Linked DNA regions of Mus musculus: all the other regions are linked to region 1. A link is a contact called in public Hi-C and HiChIP or PLAC-seq data. All regions are on one chromosome and are shown on one strand. The core of a region is the stretch at or near the end of the contact, and the rest is flanking DNA. Distances in the headings are between cores, read along the strand shown.

Region 1 (2,800 bases), core at 149-2,648:
TTTTTCAGATCTGTCCCTGCTACACAGCCATTAGAGGTGAGTAGGAGGGAACTCACATTGGTGAAGCATGTATCATTGCCTTTGCAAGCCCCTTTTTCAGACATGGAAACTGAGGCCAGGGAACTGGCCCTCTTGTCTCAAGTCACTGTCTCAAGTTATCACCAAGTGGCCTCTGATGATAGGTTGAGAAACAGCCCAGAGTCCCCTTAGGTTCTAATAAAAAAAGCAACCCTGTATCTCTTTCCAGTTAGGTACCTCGTGAGAGGCTGGAGAGCCAGCTGGAACCGCTTTCCTCCTTTCTATTCTCAGGGACAGATTCTGACCCCGGCCTGGGCTGGGGAGGCTGGTGGGATGAACCAATGGAAAAGCGACAGGGAGTAGTAGTGAGTCATCTGAACCAACAGCTACACACAGGGCTCCAAAGCCACACAAAACAGGTAATTTAATTTCATAAAGGGATCTTTCTACCGTTTGTTTTTCCCCCTCTCAGCCTATTGAAATGTACACACCATGAGGACAAAGTCCAGGGCACTCTTCAGCTGCAATTTTACTTCTGCACATATTTAATGTGTTGCTGGGGATGAAGCATTTCATGGTTCCTGTGCTTAGCAAATGAAATAAATCAATGTGTTATGAGAGAGCCTTTTTCCCCTTGCTGTTTGGGGGAAGTGCTCTTTACTCTTCAACTAACAGGAGCTTAACGAACCATTTCACATTCTAAACCCCTGGAAAGGTCATAATGCCTATTTCTTATTTTTTTTTTAAAAAACACTGAATAATACTAATTTTCTTTTATGTATCCACATGGGTAGTGGTGCTTTAAAAAATTACTAAAAATAAACAATGCCACAGAGCAGGAGAATCTTTTTATTTGTTAAATATAGATACTCGTAGGTCTTTATAAAGCAAGACAGAAAGAGAGATGACCTGGCCCAGGGTTTTATTAAGTATAATCAAAGAACCAGGGAATTTGGGTTGCCATGGAAGTCAGGCCTAAATAAAGTTTATCACACTGTGCCGACTTAGCATTGTGCCTTGAAATAATAAAGCCGATGTGCCACAAAAAACACAGGTCACTCAGCAGTTAGGTTCCTTTGCTTGCATTTCTTTTAAATTTTTATGCTTAAACTTCCCAGCCTGTACTAAAAAGGGCCCGGCTTTGTGGCATAACAGAAACAGGTACTCAAGGCTCGCCTCTGCTTCATGCTTGAGCCAGTCTCATTTTTCTGTCCTAATTGCAGCAGACAGCATTTCGGCTTTGTCAGCCCTACCTGCTCTGAATAGGAGCACTTTTGCCTCCCCCCTTGTCAAAGACCAGGGAAGAAAGCGCGCTCTCTGGTTGGCAGCAGTCTTGGATCCTCGCCCCCGGCCATACTGTGCAATCACGCTGTTTATCCCACTGTAACAATCAGACAGCGAGAGCTGAGCACCTGGTCCTCCCGGCCCCGGCCTTCCTTGGCAGCTGACGGGCAACCTCGCTGCCAGGTGGTCGCGCTTCAATTACATTAGCTAGCCATTCTAGGGTTAACGAGGACCCACTCTCCTCAGAATGCCCCGAGAAAATCAGTTATTCATAAAAGACAGTATGCCTTTTGTTGATAGCCGAACAATGTTGCTGAATATCCATTAAATTAAATTCTCCTTATTGGGCTGAATAATGCAGTAGCGATAGCCCCGGCTAGAAGTTTGCATGTTTATTTACCGAATTTCTGAATAATTTATACACGGATCCTGGCTCTATTTTTCATTTGGTGGCCAAATGCTTCTTTGGAATGGGTCTGTGTGGCTTTGCCTTCGTTTTAATACAGGCTGACACTCACTCACAAATGGAAAACAAATGAAGGCACGCTGTAATGGAGTGCTGGGGAAAGGAAATTGTACTTTGACTCAGAATTCACCTCCCAATTTTCTATTGCAGGAGGACTTCTAAATTTGCATAGACGCTTTTGTGGGCTGTTTCATTTGAGAAGCCTTTTCCACACACACAAAAAGGAAGACAGTGTGCTGGCCGGTCGTTAATCTCCGAGCCAGGGCTATTACCAGTGCTTAGGTACACAGTGGCCCTGTGGAGACCTGGTGGTAACTGAATTTGATGGACAGCTAGAATGTGTCTCCCTGCCACCATCCTTCTGGAGAGCTGTTATCTGTGATCATTGGCAGCAGAGACTACAGGGACAGGAAAGTCATGAACTGCAAGGTTTTCCTCCTGTCTGCTCTCCCCACACATCAGAGAGTGGGTATAGGAGGAATACTCCCTCCTCTTGGCATGTGGGGTGGGCCTGAGCCTCAGAGCCATGGTTGCCCAGATAGACCGATCTGGGAAAGCTGTGAGAGGATCTGCAGAGAGACAAGAACAGGGTAGAACAAATACCACTGTTCTAGGAACTGAGTCTTAGTTGGCTGGGAAGTAATTTTTAAAGTTAATTCATTTCTTTGCACAGTGCTATATTCAGGAACTCACATATGTTGGGCAAGCACACAACACTGATAAACCCCAAGACCAGGAGATAAGTTTAGAACAGGATGCAGGAGGAAAAAAAAAAAAACAAAACCCTGAGAGTTTTCTTCTCCCCTACAGCTCCATCACCCGAACGAAGGACATATTAATTATCACAAAGCAGAGAAGACAATGGGAAAATTCTATTGGATCTTCCTTTCACTTAAGGGAGAAAAGATCTTGCTTTTTTTTTTTTTTTTTTTGGTGATGAAAAAGATTGAATAAATCAAGCAAGAAAGGCAAACCTCAGTTGATATGCAAATGCAAAGGAGTCTGGAAGAGGGGTTTTCAGGCTTAGCAGTG
Region 2 (2,930 bases), core at 284-2,783, 300 kb before region 1:
AAAAAAGAAAACAAAACAAAACCCCCAAACCGGAGACCGCATTAACGCACTATTGTCTAATAAACCTCCCGAGTCTCTGCCTGTCTCCCTAAGGCTCCACTTTCCCTGATTCCATTCTTACTTGGTTCTAAACACAGATTTCAGACAGTACGAGAGTCTTGTGTGCAGAACACAGCACAGCTCCTGTCCTGTGTGTGCAGCCTGTGCCTCTGTTCTCTAACTGGGAGCTCCCCAGGATTTTGTCTTAATAACACAGCATTAGAAACAAGAAGTGTCTCTGTCACTGGTTTCTCCCAGATTTCCGTGGTAACAAGTTAAACAACAGAAATTTATCTCCCCGTTCCAAGGCCTGAAGTCTGCTGAGATCAGGGTCCCTCACAGGTTCCTTCTGAGGCCCCTCTCCTTGGCTCGCCTACGGCCATCTGCTTCCTATGTCTTCTTATGGTTTGCACTCCCTGCTGGTCATGTGCAATGCCCTCTTCAGGCTCACCTTAGTGGCTTTGTTTAAATGGTGAGTCTGTTTGGCCCAACCAGGCGTCCTGCTGCCTCTTCTCAGATGCTACCAAAGACAGCCTCTAGGCAGCGGTGCTCTTGGGAGATGACAAAATAAGAGGACCCGGAACTGTGTCCCCACATTGCAGCCTTTATAGGGACCACTGCTGTGGGCATGCTGGTCTTCCTGACCAGTCTCTATCTCCAGTTCTTATCATCAGCATCGGGTCCCTCTCTCCCACTGCCTTTCCTTTCCTTGTGGCCTGTGGGCTCTTCGATGCCTCACGGCCAAGGCTGCACGGCTATGATATGACCATAGTAAACCTGAAGGTGGTCGCAAAGTCAGTCGCTCTGTGTAATATTCATATGAAGTTTAATATGTCAGCCAAGATTTATGTCCGTCAGAATTGTCATTGTTTTAAATTTGAAATGACTTGTGTTCTGGATTGATCCCAGGCTTTGTGCATACCAGGCAAGCACTCAGCTACTGAGCTGCTGCACTGCCAGCCCTGAATTCTGACCTTTTAAAATATTTAATTAATTAATTAATTAATTATTTTTGCCAGTGAAATATATCTTTAGCACATGAAAGTAAAACAGGGAAAACGAATGTCATCTCCAGGGCTTTAACTACTCTTTCCAATTTTGAATGTGTAGAATTATGTGCAGGGCAGTGGCACATAGAAACATCTAGAAGACAAGTCCACAATACCAGACCTGTGTGCAGGCCGAGTTGTCCCAAGAAGGACTAGTTTAGGCTCTTGCAAGAGGATCTCAGGGGACATCTTTGGGTTTGTGATGTGCCAGGAGGACTCCGAGGCAGAGCTGCAAGCTGGAGCTGACAGCCAGGGCTGCTGCCTCAAGCCTGCTGGGTGGGCCTTTTGGTTATTTAGCAAAACCTGTTACTGATTTTCCATCTTCATTCCAGTGCTGGCTTCTAAGCCCTTTGCAGGATTTCAAAAACAACAGCAGCCACAGACGAAGGCAGCTGCCTCCGAATCCATTATTTTTGCAGAGAGCAAGATGAAGGGGGTCGGCGTTCCCACCCCTTTTCTGCTGGGGGAGCAACCTGTGATAGGACTCAGCCCTGCTCTCCAGCGGTCAGATTCATTTCACAGTGGCAGAAACACAAATGCTTTGATACAGGGCCTGGAGGTCTTTGAAAGAAAAGTGGCTTTATTCATATTCCTTATGATCATTATGTGCTGGGATTATTTTCCCAGTAGGTGATGTCTCTTTTGCCCATATTTATGAAGCAGGGGAGAAAGCATTTAATGAATTTCAAGAGTGTATTTGACTGTAAAACACATCTCAGTATATTCACATGTAAATAACCCTTTGATTTGTTCTCTCTGGTGACCTTTTTTTCTTTGGGCTACATCGCAGTTTGTTGTTGTTTTCCATTTTCAAATGGGAGGCTGGATGATAATAATGAGAGATTATGCAAAAAAAATCCATGTTTAAAATAATGTTGATATGGCACTTGGCGCTGTAGGATAATTACAGTAATTTGGCTATTACACTATATGGAGGCAGGAGCTGGTTGGTAGCAAACACAGCAATAGGGGTGATTCAAGGGATTTTCATCCCAACTGGCTGTTTGATCCTGCTGACTTTTCTCTTGAAAATCAATTGCTCTCTATGAATACTCTGAATTCCCCCTTGATTAAATTGGCTGTCAGTGGGCTGCACCCATTACATGGGGGTCACCCTGAGTTCTGCCTGCTTATAAATGTGTTTTTATTTTGACAACTCTTAACCTATCGTCGACCAAATTTAATCTGAGGGAAGAAACAGAGGAAGTAATTACTAAAAACACAGTTTCGAGCATGGCAGCAAACCAAGGGGATGCAGTGCTTCTGATGCCCGGCATGGAGCCAGCTTCTCTGCTACGGGGTCCCCCTGTATTTTGCTTGATCTTTGGTGTTTTCTGACCTCTAGGGCCCCATAGCTCACTCAGCCAAACCTGGGAGAGGCGCCACGGAAGCCTCTTTATCTCCTCACTAGTCTTTTGGAATCAGTGTTAGAAAATGTGATTTTTGTTTTTTTCTTGAAAAGGACCATTAGTATTGAAGATAAAAAAATTGTTAGCCATGGCTGGGGACACACATACACACACCCACACACCCACCCCCACACACATATACGTATATACATATATGTATGTATGTATGTATGTATGCTTGTATGTAGCTCTACAAGGAAAGAGACTCCATCCTCTGTATTGAGTGCTGATTTAAACCCACATAAAATATTTGGCAGTCAAGAGGAAAGCAAGGAGAACACAAAACTAGTTCTACAAAAAGCACCTTTTGTAATAGTTATGGGGAAACACCCAGCTTCTCTTACATAGACATGCCCTGTCGGTGCACAAGCACAGCTATCCCAGCAAAGCAGTAAAATATAGTTGATTCTGGAGCCAAATGTGAGTGTCCCAT
Region 3 (2,788 bases), core at 112-2,611, 320 kb before region 1:
TGGTGGACAGTCCTCCAGGAGCTGTAGATTGCCTTTGTCAAGATTGGCACATGGACCCCAGCGGTCTGGATGATGGGAACTTACATGGCCTGCTGCATGCTTTGAAGCCCTTCTAATCACTCAGAACGTCTGGAATTTTAAAATCCACCTCACTTAAAAAGATCACATTTTCCAATGATCCGAAGTTAACTGACTCTAAACACCAGTTTTAAAGTTCTAGAAAGGACCATGTAAAGGATGGAAGTTAATTTCCATAAGAAGACCACTAGAGGGCACAAGAGATCTTGGAAAGGAAAGGGTACTTCTCCCGCCTCCGCTGCAAGAGGATGAAAAAGAAACATATAGTTGGCAACAACTTTTATGTTGCCCTGTCCTATGTTGAGACACTGTTCTTGATGAAAGCATGATGTGACAAAGCAAGCTGTATTCTTTAGAACTAAATTGGATTCTTCCTTTTTTTTTTCAAATACACTACAGTAAAATGTATTTGTGACATTTAAAGTAGCAACTTCTTTTAATAGTATATTTTTAAGTCTAACTGGAGAGTGCAGCCTCTTTAGATAAAGAAGAAGCTTTGAGGCCAGCAGAAGGGTCTGGGACGTTTCTTGGACATGCAGGCTGCCTTTGTGCTGTTCTCGCCGAGCTGGGGTAATATTTCCCACCTGAGGATTTGCACAGTGACCTGGCTAGCAGCCTGTGTTACACACATCTCTCTGCCTCAAGGGAAGCCAGCCTGTGCCTTCCCTCTAGAATGCTGGTTATAGAGAAAGGACAAGATGTTGCAGCCATGAAGCAGTCTGCGAAACTGTCACCAAGAGGCTTGACCGGGTTGCTAAGAAGAGTTCTTGGGCTCTAGGGTGCCACCATGTACCTCCTGGCGAGGTGACATAGTGAAGGATGAATATGTTCGTCTTCCGGAAGGCTGGTTAGAGCCACCACACAGGGCATTCTTAGTTTTGCCACGCCCTAAGTTTGAAAGATACACAAATTGCCAAGTGAGTATCTTTGCCAGCCTATTGGTTGTAAGGCTTGAATTCAGCTCCATTTTTTTTGGGGGGGGGTGGGGATCTGGCATGTTTTTCAGGGTCTGATGGACACTTGAGTGCCCAAAAAGAGAACAAGTCTGTCTGGGCTAGACCTTCTGTTCTCCTAAAAGTAAAGTATTTTATAGTTGATAGCGCTGACCAGCACATGAATTCTCCACCCAAGCAGCACTCTGAATGAACATACAAAGGAATGGCTGCTTTTCAGAACTCTGTTTCTAGTCTTCTTTGTGCTGATGGAGTTATTAACCCCAGATTGGTCATCACCATGGGGATGGGATACACCCTGCAAATGGCAGGGTGGGGCGCCCAGTAAACTTGCCACCCTCGCTCACAGTGAGACGGGGCTGTCCTCTCGTCTGACCCCGGTAGGCAGTGCTCACAGCTTTAGAGTGCTGGCTCTTGGAGATTTTGCTGCATGGATGGTTCTCCTTAGCCGAGGTGTTCTTTCTGTGAGGCAGGCCTTTGTCATATGCCATTTGAGACTTTGAGGCTGATGTCATCCATTATCATTAGCGCTAAGGATGATGCAAGATCTTAAATTATCGATTACCCCAAGGAATGCATTTAGTATGTTGAGCAAGTTCCTCTATCCATTTTGGAGACGGGCTTAAGGGACAGTGTTCAGAACTCCAAGCTTTGGATGTTTGCTTCTTGTTTTTTTCCCAGGAGAGTTGCTATTAAGGTCCGATTTTGGACAGCTTTGTTATGTGCAGTGGAAGGTTCACGGCTAGGCTCAGGGCTCGCTGTCTCTCCAGATCTTTATTCCTGATTTTAATATTGAGTATTATTTGTTTTAGTTTAAGATTATGAATATGTGTTTCTTCGCCGTATGAAACATTTACAAACACACACACATATACACACTCATGAAAACTCAGAGCTACAATTTTATTAAGTACATATATAAATATACACTATATAATGATCAAATCTATGTACATCAATGTAGTTAACATCACCATCTCAAATTATTTTTTTCTTCTGTTTTGTTTTTGAGACAGGAATTCATTATGTAGCATTGACTGTCCTCTAACTCACTATGTAGACCAGGGTGGCTTGGAACTCATGGAAATCTGTCTGCTGTCCCCATATGCTACCCTGTGCTGGGCTTAAAGTCATACACCACCATACTCAGTCTCAAACTTTAAAAAAAAATGGTTTCATTTATTCTTTGAGAATTTCACATAGTCTATTTTGATCATATCCATTTCTCTCCTGCAACTCTTACCCAACTCTTGTATTCTCTCTCCCTCGCTCCCTCCCTCCTCCTCCCCCCTTTCAGCCTAGTTGTCTAGTTTATGTTGGCTGACTACTCCTGGGTGTGAGGCTTTCCCCAGGAGTCTCACTCGTTGAAGAAAACTGATACTGCCCCCCACCCTGGCACCCCAGCTGCAGTTGAGTGAAGCTAGCTCCTCAGCTAGGGGAGGGACTTTGTGCCCACTTTCTCTCTCCTATGGCTGGGATTTTTGTCCTGCAAACCTTGTGTAGGTCTTACGCATGCCCTTACAATCTTCATGAGTTGATATATGTACATTTGTCTTGTGTCTGAAAATCGCTGCTCTCTTGAAGTCACCTCCCACTTCTGGCTTTTACAGTCTTTCTGACAGCACTTCCACAGAGATCCCTGAGCCTCGAGGGAAGAGATAGAACACAGATATTCCATTTGGGGCAGAGCCTTCTGATGTCAGCTGTGCTCTGTACACTGACCAGTTGTGTTTCTGTGCTAACTGCCGTCTACTGCA

The links. A called contact is a pair of places that touch in the nucleus more often than the background predicts. HiChIP or PLAC-seq counts read pairs in DNA pulled down with a chosen protein or histone mark.
Region 2: an H3K4me3 HiChIP or PLAC-seq map of embryonic basal ganglia shows a contact between it and region 1, with 2.9 times the contacts expected there. The contact joins two enhancer-like sites. A contact is called at or near these places in 1 of 15 datasets of contacts at CTCF or cohesin (the NIH/3T3 cell line), 1 of 484 Hi-C or Micro-C datasets (nephron progenitors), 1 of 115 datasets of contacts at active chromatin or transcription factors (embryonic basal ganglia) and 1 of 9 other capture datasets (embryonic stem cells).
Region 3: a contact with region 1 is called in a Hi-C map of stem cell-derived motor neurons, with 4 times the contacts expected there. The contact joins two enhancer-like sites. A contact is called at or near these places in 2 of 15 datasets of contacts at CTCF or cohesin (large pre-B cells and pro-B cells), 4 of 484 Hi-C or Micro-C datasets (the G1E-ER4 cell line, bone marrow-derived macrophages and stem cell-derived motor neurons), 5 of 115 datasets of contacts at active chromatin or transcription factors (differentiating embryonic stem cells, embryonic basal ganglia, embryonic stem cells and 1 more) and 1 of 9 other capture datasets (embryonic stem cells).

What each region holds. Positions count from the first base shown.
Region 1 is chr2:146,278,248-146,281,047 of GRCm38.p6, forward strand. All of the region lies in intron 38 of Ralgapa2 (Ral GTPase activating protein, alpha subunit 2 (catalytic)), which reads right to left. Among named protein-coding and RNA genes, the nearest start is that of A930019D19Rik, 20 kb to the left of the region's middle. Within about 2 kb of position 1,399, at least 64 of the 459 cell types and tissues checked have an H3K27ac peak or open chromatin away from gene starts, as enhancers often do. A contact at or near this core is called in embryonic basal ganglia and stem cell-derived motor neurons, where this site is marked.
Region 2 is chr2:145,980,473-145,983,402 of GRCm38.p6, forward strand. All of the region lies in intron 8 of Cfap61 (cilia and flagella associated protein 61), which reads left to right. Among named protein-coding and RNA genes, the nearest start is that of Cfap61, 47 kb to the left of the region's middle. Within about 2 kb of position 1,534, at least 7 of the 459 cell types and tissues checked have an H3K27ac peak or open chromatin away from gene starts, as enhancers often do. A contact at or near this core is called in embryonic basal ganglia, where this site is marked.
Region 3 is chr2:145,957,365-145,960,152 of GRCm38.p6, forward strand. All of the region lies in intron 6 of Cfap61 (cilia and flagella associated protein 61), which reads left to right. Among named protein-coding and RNA genes, the nearest start is that of Cfap61, 24 kb to the left of the region's middle. Within about 2 kb of position 1,362, at least 8 of the 459 cell types and tissues checked have an H3K27ac peak or open chromatin away from gene starts, as enhancers often do. A contact at or near this core is called in stem cell-derived motor neurons, where this site is marked.